Linked DNA regions of Gasterosteus aculeatus: region 1 is linked to region 2. A link is a contact called in public Hi-C data. All regions are on one chromosome and are shown on one strand. The core of a region is the stretch at or near the end of the contact, and the rest is flanking DNA. Distances in the headings are between cores, read along the strand shown.

Region 1 (7,431 bases), core at 1,118-3,617, 70 kb before region 2:
TGCATTTGGTTCAGAAAGGTTTTAAGTTAAGCTTGCTTGTTCTGATTTAATTCTGATCTTTCTGTTTCGTCTGTGGATCATATGTTTAAACGCGTATAACCTCGTCCCCTCGGCTACTCACTTCTTCAGTACGTTAATAAACATTTAACTGTGGGGACAGATGAGCTGAAATACACTTGAGTGAAAATATTGTAGTAGATGTTTGCTTACTGGCATTTAGACCTACGGTGTTTAACACATCTGTTTTTCACTTTTATAAAAGATATTAACTGTTTTTAAAGAATCATCCGATTACACTGAAGTAGTTTACACTCGCATGCAGAAGTTCTTTCAGCTTTCTCTTCCATTTGCTTTTGGTGTGACAAACTCTTGGGTTTAATTTCAGGATTGCAGTTACCGTATTACACATTTTCTGGATCTAATTATTCCCGCTGAATAAGACCGAATAAGAATACTTAAACGTGCAAATCATTGTTTTGAACTGTAGTCGGTCTGAAATGTCAATATAAGCCGTTTTTACTCTGAAATCTGCAATGACTGAAAAACACTTGTTTATATTTAAATGATCCGTTTTACCAATCTGTTATAAAGTAACTCGTCTTTTTAATGTTCCCTCCAGCTGCTCTGTTTATTTGACCAACTGCAGAAAGATCATCTCTGCGGAGGGTTTAAATAACTTTGTTGTTCTGTGTTCAGATACTCTGTTGATATTCCTCTGGACAAAACTGTCGTCAACAAGGACGTCTTCAGGGATCCTGCCCTCAAGCGCAAAGCCAGGCTGGAGACCAAGATCAAGTTTGAGGAGAGGTGGGTCCTTGTTTTTACTCGGTGTGTAATGTGTTGCTTCTGGTGCAGTAACCCAGAGGGCAAACTGAGGCTTTATAGGTGATCTGTACAGTTTGAGATGTTGGTTAGCAAAGTCCTTCACATCAGCTGCTCTCGTATCGACGTTCCTCCGCTCAGTTCTGTGACGTTTTATTGCCTCAAATGTTCTAAACTTGTGTGTGTCTTCTGTTTTTCAGGTACAAGACTGGCAAAAACAAGTGGTTCTTCCAGAAGCTCAGATTCTAACTTCACCCGCTTTCACAAATAAATGTTTAAAAATGGATGTTTGTTTGTCAGTTTATTTTTCTAAAAGTACTACGTCTCCCAGTCGGGAGGATTATTGATCAGGCTCATGTGTTCCTTTTTTTAGAAAGTTTAACACACAACTTAAAATATTTCAGTTTGCTTTAAAAAAATGATCCGTAAGTCACTGTTGTGATCAAACATTATGTGGTTTTGACTTAACTTAACTCAGAATGAGTAGATCTCAAATAAATGTTGGTTTAACTGGCCGACGTGTTAATGTTAGTATTTGTACATTAAGTGCAGTACACTCGTTCCTTGTTGAGGTAATTTACTGGTGTATTCAATCTTTTGTTGACTCCCAACGTTTATGTGAAAACTTAATTGGATTTAATTAATTAAATCCATTAATTGGACTGTAAAAAAAACGAAATACTTGTACTTCAAATTATCAGTTTATGGTAAGATCAACTCTTCTGTTAACAGTTTGCATAAGGAGTACTTTGACTTGGGTACATTACAGGTCATTTAGCCGACTAGTTTATCCAAAGCGACTTATAATAGACTTTTAACCCATGGCTTTTACATTTTGCCCAGGGAGCAATTAGGGGTTGGGTGTCTCTCAGGGACACTTTGACAATGGGAAGCCAGGACTCGAACTACCAACCTTGTGCTTCCCAGCGCATCCTCTGTACCGCCTGCGGCACGACCCCCATGTACTTAACATACATTCGTCCGTTGTGGTTTTACTTTAAGATGGAGTACTTTTAAGAAGATTTTTACTGTAGTGGAATTGGTAGTGGAACAAATACTTTCACACAATTAATAATCAACTGATCAATAAATGCAGCATTAGCTCGTATGTTTAGAAACCAGCACTGTGAAGCTGTAGAAATGAGCTTCACCTTTAAAGTGAACACATGAATGATTATAATCCCAAAGTACATCTTGTAAAGTCCCGTGTGTACAGTGTTTAGTTTGGGGACTTGATGTAAATTGTGATAAATACTTTGGAACTTTGACCTTCTACTTGAAACAGAATACTTTGACACCTGACTGCTTCTCCTGTATTTCAAACGGTACTTCTTACACCAGTGGCTTTGCATTTATTACAGCTGCAGGTTATTTGTATTAATGTTTCATTGAGTCTAATCATGCGCACTAGTTGACGTTGCGCAGTGAGATAAAAGAATAAAACTTTACAACTCTATAAATATTGTATTGAATTGCAAAATGACAGTATTCCCGGCAGCCATCGAACGCAGCATCGCGAGGCTGCAGCGCCCCTAGTGGCGGAGCGAGAGACGAGACGCGTTCAGGGCCGCTGGTGAAAAGAAACCGAAAGAGAAAAGACTTCACGGCACAGATAGAACCGCAGGTAAATTATTCTCCGACAGTTTATTAATGTAGAGCTACACGACAAAGATTAATACACCATATTAATTCAAAGATGACAGCGACTCGGTCATAAGTCTATTTAAAGTTTCTATTTAAAGTTATTCTCGCGTCTTTAAAGACTGTTTTTGAGGCGCGAGACGGTTTGTTAACCTGAAAGGCCCGTGGCGGGTTTATATTAATGTTTATCATTTTAAAGCCTTTCTTACTCATTGACGTACATGTTAAGTACATTTTATAGAAGGACTGTGACTGACAGCGAGCAATAACTGGTGTGTTTTGATTTGTTCCAGATTACTTTCAGCATGTTTAACGACGAGGAGGTGAGACGTTCATGTTCTTCCTTGTTGTTAAAGACACACGAGATAAATATCTGGATTCTTCCTGTTCAATACTTTCTCTTTTTATTAAACGGAAGAAGTTCATTGCTGAGAAACAACAGGAGCAAAGCATTAATAGTACCAGCGCGTAGAAATACTTTGTAAAGTAAAAGTACTAAAGTATTACCTTCAAAATTACTCAAGTTAGTTAGCAAAATCGCCCAATTTCAAAACAATATGTATTGCTGGATTTTAGACCGGGTATATCTAAAATATACTTAAACACAGTACTTCCACCACTGAATACTACTTGCATGTACAAAAAAGCGTCTGTGAATCAAACCCTCTGCCTCGTGATGCCTCATTCACTTGTATTATGCACATTTGCTTTTTCTACTCTTCATTAAATTGTGTGTTCTGGGGTTTCAGGACTTTTCTTTGGTGGTAGATGAAAAAACGGCCTCCAAAGACAGCTTGGAGGACATCAAGGCCTCGATCGACCGCTACAAGGTGCACTAGTGAAGAAAGCAGATTGTACTTCATGTGAAAACACAATGCAAAGATTTAGAAAAAAACGCCCGCGTTAGAGCTGTTACTCTACATCTAAATGCTATAATCCTACACAAGGTTTGTACCAATGGCCTCTTCTGATCCCAAATCAAGAAGCTCACGGTGGTGTCTGCATATGCTGGAGGTTTGATCACGTAGTATGAACATAATCTCGGTGATTAAACCATAATTAAGTAGGAAGTCAACACCCAATAATTGGTTGGCAATTGCCAAAACGTTTGTAAACGGTAACCCGGCAACCCTCGGTGTCAGACGCTGGCGTCCCTCCTCGCCTTGGCGAAGTTCACGCGGTTAAAGCGCTGCAGAGACGAGACGTTGGTGAACTGTGTCCACAGAGGAGACACGAGCAGCTGATCCAGGAGCAGCAGGAGCTCCGCGTCCTCACGGAGCAGCAGAGGGAGACGACCCGCGAGTTCAGGCGGCGCTCCGACAGACTGCTCCAGGACCTGGAGAAGGACCAGCGCTCCTACGAACAGCAGATTGAGGATAGGAAGGTACGGCGCTCTGGGGAACCTGTTGGTTTTATTATCTGCTCAGGCTAAAAGGTAAAGTGTCGCTTTAGGTTGTGTAACATCAACGCATCATAAAGTCAAACTGTCCCAGGTGTTTTTCCATCAGCTGAAAAGGAAAAAACATGTGACGCTCATAAAGAAAATACATCCATATTCAAATAATTTGAATAAATGATACTGAACGGTTTAAAGTGAAGTACTTTAGTGTGTTAATACAATCATAAGACTTGGACTCCAAAACTAACAACAAGAAAAACAATATGTTTAACCAGGCGAAAACCTTCTCATAGACATTTATCATTTGTAAAGAATCAGCACATCAGCATCGCTTTCATAAACTCACTTGAGAAGATCCGTTTTTTCCTCCGTGGGATTTATAGTTCAACACATTTTTTATGTCTTTATCGTCCTGCAGGCCGAAGCCGTCCTGATGCAGCAGGAGGAGAAGGAGCTGCTGAAGGAGATCCAGCGGGTGGAGGAAGCTCTGAAGGAGGAAGAGGCCCAAAACCAGCACCTGCAGCAGCAGGTCGAGGTGCGTCCGCCCCTCCGTTTAAACGCGCCGCCACGCGGCCGGCGTTCGCTTCACCCGCACCCGTTGGGATTCCAGGTGTTCACCGCCGTACCGGAGAGGCCGGTGGTCTTCGTGGGCACGAAGGGGAGCAACGCCTTCCAGATGAAGTCGCGCGTGGTTTACCCGATGGAGGGCGGCACGGCTCTCGTTACCTTCGAGGACGAAGTGGGTGAGTTCCTCGGCCAGCTGATTACCCACAATTCATTTTCTCAGAAGCAGTAAGTGATTCACGATTTAATGGCAGCTTTATTGATTTCATTTAGTTATAAAAGCTGTTTTTGACAACAAAAAAATAATATTTTATTTATTATTATCTCCTTTGAAGACGTTTAACACGTGGCGTTGCCATGGTTACGCGATGTCACCATTTCAAGTCTTTTCCAGCCTGTCACACATTCGGAGCGGGCAGCATGTCAGCGTGAGCACGTTAGCACGCTAACATGAGGGGATGCTAGCGTTAGCGGCCGCTCAGAGCCGTGTGGCGTCAACGGAGACATGTGATCCCGCGTTGCTTCTGTCCTCAGTGGCCAGTCGGATCCTGGACATGAAGGAGCACCGGGTGGCGCTGGGGTCCGAGTGCAGCATCGCTCTGGAGGCCCGGCGGGTTCAGCTGGTGCTGCCCCAGCTGGTGGAGGTAGGTGGAGATACACCTCCAGCTGCCCTCGAGGGAGGTTATTCGCGCGCTCACTCGTCCGCCTGCCCCCCGCAGATCGACTCCGAGGTGAGTCCTCGGCACATATTGATCTCCAACCTGCCCAAGATGGAGACGGAGACGCTGCTGAACAAGCTGGAGATCCACTTCTCCAAGAAGAGGCACGGAGGCGGGGAGGTGGAGAAGTGTGAACTGCTGCCCGACTCCGAGGACGTGGTCATCACCTTCGTGGAGAGCGACGGTGAGCATTCCACGCGCCGCTAGCAGGACGTGCGCGCCCGAAGGTGAGCTGTGCGTCGGTACGAATCCCAGCTGAGGAGCTTTGTCTGCCACCAGTTGCCAGAGGTCTGACGGAGAGAGAGCACCACCAGGTGGAGCTGCAGCGGACGAGGCAGAGCGTCCGGGTGACTCCCTTCCTCAACGGGACCATCACAGGCCTGCAGGTGAGCGTCGGTTGTGTCCTCGCCGCCACGTTGGAGTTGTCATTTTAACCCCCCCCACCCTCCCCCCACAGACCAGGGTGGCGGTTTGTCGGCGCACGGTGCTGCTGACGGGAATCCCAGGCGTGATGGAGCCGGAGAGCCTGCTGGACCTGCTGGAGATCCACTTCCAGAGGAAGGCCAACGGCGGAGGAGAGATCGAAGCCTTCCTGTACAACCCGCCGGGGGGGCGCAGCTCGGCCCTGTTCGAGGGCGTCTCCGCCGCCTGAGGGGGTGGGGGGGTTCATCGCCGTCACCATCATCTCAGGTTCGGGGCGAGATCATCGGATGGAGAGACAGCAAACTCCTTTTCCTCTTATACTCGACTTTGTTTCGTTTAGTACAAAGTCTTTTTTACCACTTTGTATTAAAACTTAAACTAAGAAATGAATGAATATCAAATCCAGTCATTAGAACTATGCAATAATTAATCAATTCAAGCAGTTCTACTATATTAAATGTACATAGCGAACTGTATCAGAGTATTGCTTTATTCTTTGGGGCGGAGTGCAATTAAACTATTAACAAAAAAAAAAGATTGTTTTCTTCAGATTGGTATAAAAGTGAAATATTTCACTTGTATTCTCGTGGTTCATGTTGTGATTTATTTTGAAAAAGATGACCTAATCATAAATAACGAGCTGAATAAAATTCCCAAACGGTGAAACAATTAAATAACAAAACAAGACTAAACTCCAAACGCGTTTATTGTAAAAACATCACAGCCGAGTAAAAGAAACACTTAAAATCAACTACACACAGTAACAGAGGTCAGGCACTTGGACAGAAATGGGGGGGGGGGGGACCTTCGAAATGGAGGGAAGAGAAAAACCAAAACACCTTGGAAGACAAATCTAAACTCTGCATGACGATGAGGACGAAGACCCGCAGGTAACATGTGTCCATGATTATTACACGCAGCGCAGGAATCACACGTAACACCGTGTAAAAGTGCTCGTCCATCTTTAACCCCCCCCGTAACCAACAGCAACGCTCCCTCACATCGCACACGTAACAGAAGACGTTATTAATAAAGTTTTATACATTTGTCGAGCTCGGCTTTCCTAAACACAGAATACAGAGCAACGATTTGACCGACAACGCGACAGTTTGTGCCCTGTTTTTGTTAATGAGTCTTTGTGCTAATAGCTACGGCCCCCCAGGAGGGAGGCAGAGTGCGAGGACGACTTAAAAAGGGGTGGATTCGCTCTGCCGGACCGACCAATCAGCGTCGAACATTTCACCTCATCACGTCTTTTTTTTTCCGTTGGAATCATCTGGCTGCGTTTTGTCGTTCTTCCCTCCCCAGCTGGTTTTTTGGGGGTGGAGGGGGGGGGGGGGGCGAAGGGGTCGCGTTGGCTTAACACGTCATGTAACATGTAACACGGGTTACATTCAAGCCCCCCCCCCCGAGCGCAGCCCACCGGTACAGAGACGAGGAAAAGAGACAAGAGAGGCGTCCTCGTCCTCTTGAGTGTGTGTGAGTGTGTGTGGGGGGGTCGGGGGGGGATTTGGGGGCCGCTGGTCGTCCTAATTGAACTGTTGATACAACTGACTTGTGCAGTAGAGTCGTTAAACGACCAGCGGGGCCCATTCGCTCGCCGTGCGTCCGTACTGGGGAGACAAAAAGGAGGAATTAACAAGCGAAACAGGTTTTATTGGATGTTTTGTGAAAGTTTATAAGATTCACCAAGATCACATTTCGAGTTCATTCGCCCTCCATCAAGTTAAATTAGGATCCACACAGAATCAGGCCTCAGTCAATGTGGGTGGTGCATCAACATGACACGCATGTCGTCACGTGTCGCTGCCACTTGGGGGCGCCGACCTGCAGGTTCCTCTGCAGCAGCGACAAGAAGCCCTG
Region 2 (6,796 bases), core at 3,869-6,368:
TCCTCTCTGGCCGAGCTCCAACGGGCCCGGTGACTCCGCCTGACCACGCCCCCGGCGGACGCGTTACCGAAGGTGTCCAGGTGAGTGGTCGAGCCGGTCGGTAGCGAGCCATTCCCGTGGGAATACCTCAGCTCCAGAGCGCTCCCCGGCAGAGAGCGACTGGAGAGGCAAGAAACACGGTGCGAGGTGAGACGGCGATGGAGAGGCGGTGCAACACGGAAAAAAAACACAACGGAGCCGGCTAAACAAAAACAAGGGGCCTCCCGGATAAAAGGGTACGTATAGACTTGTATGTGGAGTAAAGGTGCAGCGTACCCGCACCAACGGGCCGTAGGTGTCGGGACTTGCAGATGAGAAAAGTGCTAATTGGATCGTGTTTGTTTGTTTGGGCACCGAGTCAACGGATGCGTGCGATCGGGAAATGCTGACTAACCTGGAATAAGAGCCACCGGGCCTCGCTCTCAGCTGATCCAACTCCAGCTGAAGGCGCTCCAGCTCTGCGATCAGCTGGTCCTGGAGTGGGGGGGAAGGGGGAGGTTAGAGAAAAAGGGGAAAGGAAAAAGGCTGCATGTCTGCAAGAGGTTTGACTCGGAGGGACCTTGTTCGCCAACAGATCATCCTGGAGTTTCTTCATGTTGGACAGTTCCTCCGACAGCGCATTCTGCAGGAAGAAGCAGACGCTTTATCGCGGTGAAGCTGGTCTTCATGTGTTTGTTCTGTACGTTTAAGTACAGCATTCTACACCAATCTCAGGGTATTTGTACGGGTGAGTTTGGGTACACGAGGGACACATGTGTAGGGTCTAGCATTTGGGGGACTGAGACAGATGGCGGTTTGACGAGACGCCTGCTCCCACCTTCTCCTCCAGGGCCGCCATCCTCTCCTTCAGGTGCAGCTGCAGCCTCTCGTTGGACTCAGACAGCAGCTTGTCCACCGTGTCGGAGAGGCGCTTGTTGTGTTCGTCGTTCATCCTCTCCCGCTGCCTCGCCTGAGGTGATGGGCGCGGAAGGGTTGAGAGACGGGTGAGAGCGAATGACAAGAAAGAAACGAAGGTGGGCGTTACAGTAACAAGCATTCTGCTCGACTGAGGACGACGCACAAAGATTTGTATCTGAATGGAAACGACCAAATACAGGGTTTAGAAAATTAGCACGCCTTTGTGGAGGCTGACAAAAGGGGCAACGGCACGAAGGAGGGGGAGGGATGAAACCAGAGGGAGAGAAAAGAGAGTGACTCACCCTCTGCAGCTCCTGGTTCTTCTCCTCCAGTTGCGCCTCCATCTGTCGCAGTCGCTCCTCAAAGTTACCATGTCGCTCCTCCGCCTGAGTGATCGTGGGGGGATGGAGGAGGTGGGAGGGGGGCGCAGTACAAATGAACACAAAAGGAAACGGCTTGTTGACCGGGTCGACCAATCGGCTACATGCCTGTACACATCTAAGCGTGGCGGGAGACTCTGGCTCTTCTCACGGGGCTCCTGCCCCGACACGCCACTAGTAAGTGTAGACTATTTGACAGGTTCGGCTACCGGGGGGGGGGGGATTTTTTGGCACGAGGGAGCATTGTAGTCGCAGGAATGCTTGAGATTTAACACACGAGCAAATCAAACGAGATCCGAGGCGGCGTGCGGTTCCTGGCGTGTCGAGGCGCAGCGAGGAGCAAATAGCTGAGCGGATTACATGCAAATGTTTGCTGTTCACCCGTCGTTTGATATGTTCCGCTTCGGCTATGCACGATCACACGCGCGTTTATACACACGTGTGCACACGGGCTGCTGTCAGGTGAAGATTGCACTGTTTTCATCTGATTGTGTACAGCTGGTCGATTGTTTGCACGCACACACACACACACACCTTGTTGAGGGCTGCCACTCTCTGGGCGAGCTGCGCCTCGATCTCCGGCAGCGTCTCGGCCCTCTGCAGAGTCTGCTGCAGCTTCTGCTTGGCGTCATCCAGGCGCTCCTGGAGCTGCCGGTTCTTCTCCTCGCCCTGCAGGAGGAGGGGGGCAGCAGGAGAGACGGGAGCGGAGGTGAAACTCGGGTCGCCAGGTTTTTTGCGGAGGGCAAGAAAAGAGAAGACCCCCCCCCACACCTGTCTGTAGAGCGAGTCTTTGCTGGCCAGCTCGTTCTCCAGCTTGTCTTTGGTGTCGTGGAGAGACGTCGCCTCCCTCTGGGCACTCAGGTACCTGCAGAGCGGAAAAACACGGGGCGGCAGACAAGACGGAGCGGTGGGTGAGGCGCCCGCAGCGCTTTTTCCTTTGCAAGGAGGCAAGGAAGAGTTCGCGGAGGGGAAACACAAACCTGCGCTCCAACGTGGTGATTCTCTCCTCCATGTCTTCCCTCTGACAGAGAGCCTGGGGGGGGGGGGTTGAAGGCCGCAAAGCATGCGCACATTTAGAAAGCAACCGAGAGCAGATAGTCAGAAAGGTTTACAGGCGTTGATCAAAGGGAGCAGCTATTAGCAGAAGAATGATAATGAGCGGTTAGTAGTTGTTGTTGTTGTTGACAGCTTTTAAATGCCGTTGCAAAAGGTCAAAGAGAGATGGGGGGGGGCGACGAGGAGGGGGGCAGCAGTACGACTCAGAGAAACAGATTTCGCCAAAGTCGACTCAACCTCCTCTCGTTGGAAAAAAGAACGCCCTCACACCTTTTCAATCTGTCTGATCGGGAAGGCCGCGTTGCCGTGGATACGGGGGCTCTGGCGCGCGGAGTAACTGGCCTTTTGTTGCCATAGCAAACCGGGCGTATTTGAGCGAATCAAAAAGAGTATCTCACCTCCTTCACGTCCCTCTGCAGTTTCTGGTTGGCCTCCTCCGATCGGGCCAGCTCCCGGCGGGCGGACGTCAGCTGCTCCTCGATCTCCCCGACCTGGAAGGGGAGGCGGCGAGACGTGAGGCGCCTCCGTCTGCCGTCTCGGCGAATAGCGCGGCGCGTCGGCCTACCTGTCTGCACATGAGGGCCAGTCTCTCTTTGAGCTGACCCAGCTCCGACCTCTGTCGCTCGATCTCGCCCTCGCGCTGACGGTCCACGTCGCCGTCGTCCAGGATGGACGACGGCCCGTTGGGAAGCCGCTGCACGGAGGGACAAAAGATTTTCGCTTCAATTGATGAGAACGCCGATTGGGGTGTACGGTTGGCCTGCTAACATGCTGCCGCTGAGGATGGCGATCTCGGCGCGGCCTCACAGGCCGTTGAGGCTTCCGGAAGCCTCAACGGCGTCGAAGCAGAAATAGATTTCTCGCGCCGATGCATCATGCAGGTCTACTAACACTGACTAACACCTTTAAGACAAGCATCCCGGTACCTCTTTGCCGCCGTCCAGTCCTTGCTGCCGCCGCTTGATCTGCTCCCTTAGGGACACGACCTGGAACCACAGGGAGGGGAGCCGATCAGGAGAAACTCACACCCCAGACAGAGTGTCACGGTGCGGTTTTATTTCCTGTCTTATTTTGTAGCTTCTGCTTCTTGTCTCCCCGGGTAACTTCACTTCCTGCCTGGTCCTGTCGTCCCTTGTGATTGTCTGATTGTTTCCACCTGTGTCCACCTGCACCTCCCTAGTGTATTTAAGCCGTGTGTGTCTCTTGTCACTTGTCGTTGTCCATCGTCCTGGATGCCTCTAGTTCCTGCCTGCCTTTTGTCCCCCTGGTACTTGTATGCGTTTTTGCCCCTTGGCCATTTTGTGTTGGAGTTTATGACTATTAAAGTATTTTTGTGTTTCGACATCTGCATTTGAGTCCTGCCTTCCCACGACGCGTCCCTGACAGAGAGAGGCACAGAAAAAGCTTGAAGGAACGTGGACTCACCTCCTGGGAAGAGGACTGCAGCTCTTCCTCCAGGGACGCCACCCGCTGCAGCGCCACCCGTAGCCGCTCCCTCACCTTCTCGTCCAGAGCTTTGTGGTGCTCGAACAGCGACTTGAGGGCTTTCAGGACCTCCACCTCGCTGGAGACCCCAGCCGGGGACTGGGTCTGCCTCTTCACCACGGTCATCCTCAGGCTGCGCTCGTGGCGGGACACCAGGCACTCCAGATGCTCCAGCAGCAGCTGGAGACACGAGCGGTTCGGGGGTTCGTTCAGGGGGAAAACAAATGGACAAGCGGCGAGGGGAATCGGAGCAGAACTTGAGTGTGTGTGATGCTGACCCGTGTGTTGTTCCTCTCCGCCTTCAGCTCGGCTATCTCCTCCTCCCTCTCCAGCAGCTGTTCCCGGCAGAGGTTCAGCTCTTTGGTCAGCACTGCGAACTCCTGCCGGGTCACAAGAGGAAGCCGCTATCGACTCACACACACACACGCGTCCGTTAAGAAGTGCTGCATATTCACACTTTGCCTAAAACAGGCCTTCCTTAATGGATTCCTCCCCTGTCTGATTGATAAATGCTGAGTCAGAAGGTTTGAAACCAAAAAATAAAAATATCTCAGCAGGAGGTCTCCTCTTCTCACTTGGCCGGTAATCCAGAAAAAAATAATAATAAACACACGCCTCCAAACAGAAGAGCAGAGCGACCGCAGACTGTAACGTTTACTGCCGGTGTTTTCCGTCATCCCACACAGCGCAATTAACCACAGAATCAGAGACTTTCGACGCGCTTCAACCAACGTGTATGGAACTTCTCCAACAGGAATAAACCACAAAACAGCAGCCAGCGGGACTCCTGGACCAGGCCTCCGTATAAAATCTAACAACCAGCTTTATTGCACGTGTTGCACCTGAAATGGGATTAATTGCTCAATAACCTTGACTGGCTGTGCGCTTTGCTCGCCATTAAAACAAACCGCCCGGAGTTTAAAGAAGCACGAGAGGAGCTGCGGCTCTGGGACGTCTGGGACCTCCAGAAGACAGCGGCCCGGGTGGAACTGTTACGATTCTCCGCGATTGAACGCAATCGCGTAGAATCGATGGGGAAGCTACGTGATAGTTACGCTGACAAATACTTTGGTCAGACTGAGTGGTATCCATGGCAACACATCAGAGCAGACACACGCCGCCGTGTGCAGCGAGTGCTCGACCGCGCGCTGATTGTCCTCTCTGCTCGCGTGCGATGGCGCCGTGACGCACACATGACACACATGACAACCAGGACACACACACACACACATTCCCCCCCGGGACACACACATGACAACCAGGACACACACACATTCCCCCCGGGACACACACACATGTCACACATACACGCAGTGATGCAAGCACGGCAGTGTGGTAATCAACACGACACAAACCAGATCCAAGACTGGGACCAGTCCCACAATGCGTGGCACAGATGGACATGAGAACCAGATTAGAGAACTACCAGGACCTCCAGTGGCAGGTCCGGAGACCAGGACCTCCAGTGGCAAGTCCGGAGACCAGGACCTCCAGTGGCAGGTCCGGAGACCAGGACCTCCAGTGCCAAGTGTGGATCGGTGATCAGTTTACCCACATTAGCGCCTCCTCTCACACGCATTGAAGTGCAGCATGTGCAGAGCGTTGGTACCCCTCGACGCCCGGGGGGGAGGCGAAAGGAGGAAGCCCGGTTTGAGGAGAGGGAAGTGAGGAGGGACGACTTGCCGCGTGCAGATGGCTCCTTCTGGTGCCTGCAGGATTTCTTAATTCTGGGATTAATTCAAGTAGAAGACGGAGCGAGCTGCTCCACCGGCACCGCACTGCTTCTATCTTTCTCACCGTATGGCACCGTCATTTTTCGTTCATTGCAACCCCCCCCCCCACCCTTCACCCATGTCAACCCCCGCCCACTCAACCCCCGCGTCCCCGTCATGATACACCGTCTAAAACAGCCACTAGAAGCCACCTCATTAGCATGCAGCGATATGCAAGTGAAATAGATTTGTTAGTCTCATTTCACCAGGTTTTTCTCTCTTTGTGTGCATGTGTGTGTGTGTGTGTGTGTGTGTGTGTGTGTGTGTGTGCGTGTGTGTGCGCCATGCTGTAACTGCTTCCATCCCTCTCCTGATTTTTCTCTCTTGGCAACGTTGAACACACAGAGACGAACTGGCTGAACTCATCTACAGTAGAACGTAGCTGCTGTGTGTGCAGCTCGTTGCCTCCTGCCTGTGTGTGTGTGTGTGTGTGTGTGTGTGTGTGTGTGTGTGTGTGTGTGTGTTTCTGCAGATGATGACCATATCGATCTCTCCATCGCTGAGGTAACGCAGCTCTTTAATGTCGGCTGAGTCCGGTGTTCCCTCTGGGGTTGTTTTCTTGTCACACGCTTTGGAAAAAGAAGATGAGCGCAAAGAAAAGCACGACTGCTCCGAACGTCTCCCCACAATCCTCAAAGACTCTCTTTGCAATCCTTACGGGAAGGGAGGCCGATATACAGATCCTTACTGTCAGGTAACTTACTGACAGATCTGTTCTTCCAACACACAGAACCTACTTAGAAAAGTCTGATGAGCTGTGGATCCAAAAGAGTCCCAAACCGGACAAAACAGGGTTTAAAGCAGCTTTAAAAAGAGGAAACAGGTACCAACGACTACAGTTGGTCGCCATGGATACCGGCTCACCAGCCAGCCTCATTAAGGAACCGATTCTAAGACAGCAAAGTACCATTTTGATGCGTTGGTACATGAGGATTTCCGTTTTAGGAGGTACGGATATTTAGGAACAAACGATTCTCTTATTGTTGTCTTCTCTTTCACTGCTGTGATGGTTTCAGGTGAGAGAACATCGCAAGAGTCCTTCTCAAGGTAGAAAACACATACCGCAAATTCTTTGTCCAACGCAAGTTAAAAGTTGAATATCACACAAGCACATTTAGATATTTCCATGAGGAGTTATAAACTTTACCGTTGGTGCTCCGTGGAAGC

What was found. Hi-C and Micro-C count contacts between places; a contact is called where the count stands out from the background.
Region 1: a Hi-C map of skeletal muscle shows a contact between it and region 2, with 6 times the contacts expected there. The contact joins the promoter of ifi35 here to the enhancer-like site in region 2. A contact is called at or near these places in 2 of 6 Hi-C or Micro-C datasets (both in skeletal muscle).

What each region holds. Positions count from the first base shown.
Region 1 is chr11:17,092,299-17,099,729 of fGasAcu3.hap1.1, reverse strand. ifi35 (interferon-induced protein 35) reads left to right here and starts at 2,367. Exons shown (of 10, transcript XM_040190323.2): 1 at 2,367-2,446; 2 at 2,757-2,786; 3 at 3,213-3,293; 4 at 3,689-3,847; 5 at 4,281-4,397; 6 at 4,473-4,605; 7 at 4,961-5,070; 8 at 5,146-5,329; 9 at 5,425-5,531; 10 at 5,603-6,103. The coding sequence starts at 2,769. The coding sequence ends at 5,797. It overlaps bcat2 (branched chain amino-acid transaminase 2, mitochondrial), which reads right to left. Exons shown (of 11, transcript XM_040190319.2): 11 at 6,257-7,181. The coding sequence ends at 7,140. rpl27 (ribosomal protein L27) reads left to right here. Exons shown (of 5, transcript XM_040190325.2): 4 at 697-807; 5 at 1,023-1,106. The coding sequence ends at 1,071.
Region 2 is chr11:17,026,068-17,032,863 of fGasAcu3.hap1.1, reverse strand. ppfia3 (PTPRF interacting protein alpha 3) reads right to left here. Exons shown (of 31, transcript XM_078084133.1): 3 at 4,136-4,237; 4 at 3,798-4,037; 5 at 3,299-3,358; 6 at 2,938-3,066; 7 at 2,771-2,863; 8 at 2,297-2,349; 9 at 2,088-2,181; 10 at 1,851-1,985; 11 at 1,239-1,322; 12 at 857-988; 13 at 599-661; 14 at 434-513; 15 at 1-159. Among protein-coding and RNA genes, the nearest start is that of LOC120827678, 5.5 kb to the right of the region's middle. Within about 2 kb of position 5,118, at least 2 of the 9 cell types and tissues checked have open chromatin away from gene starts, as enhancers often do.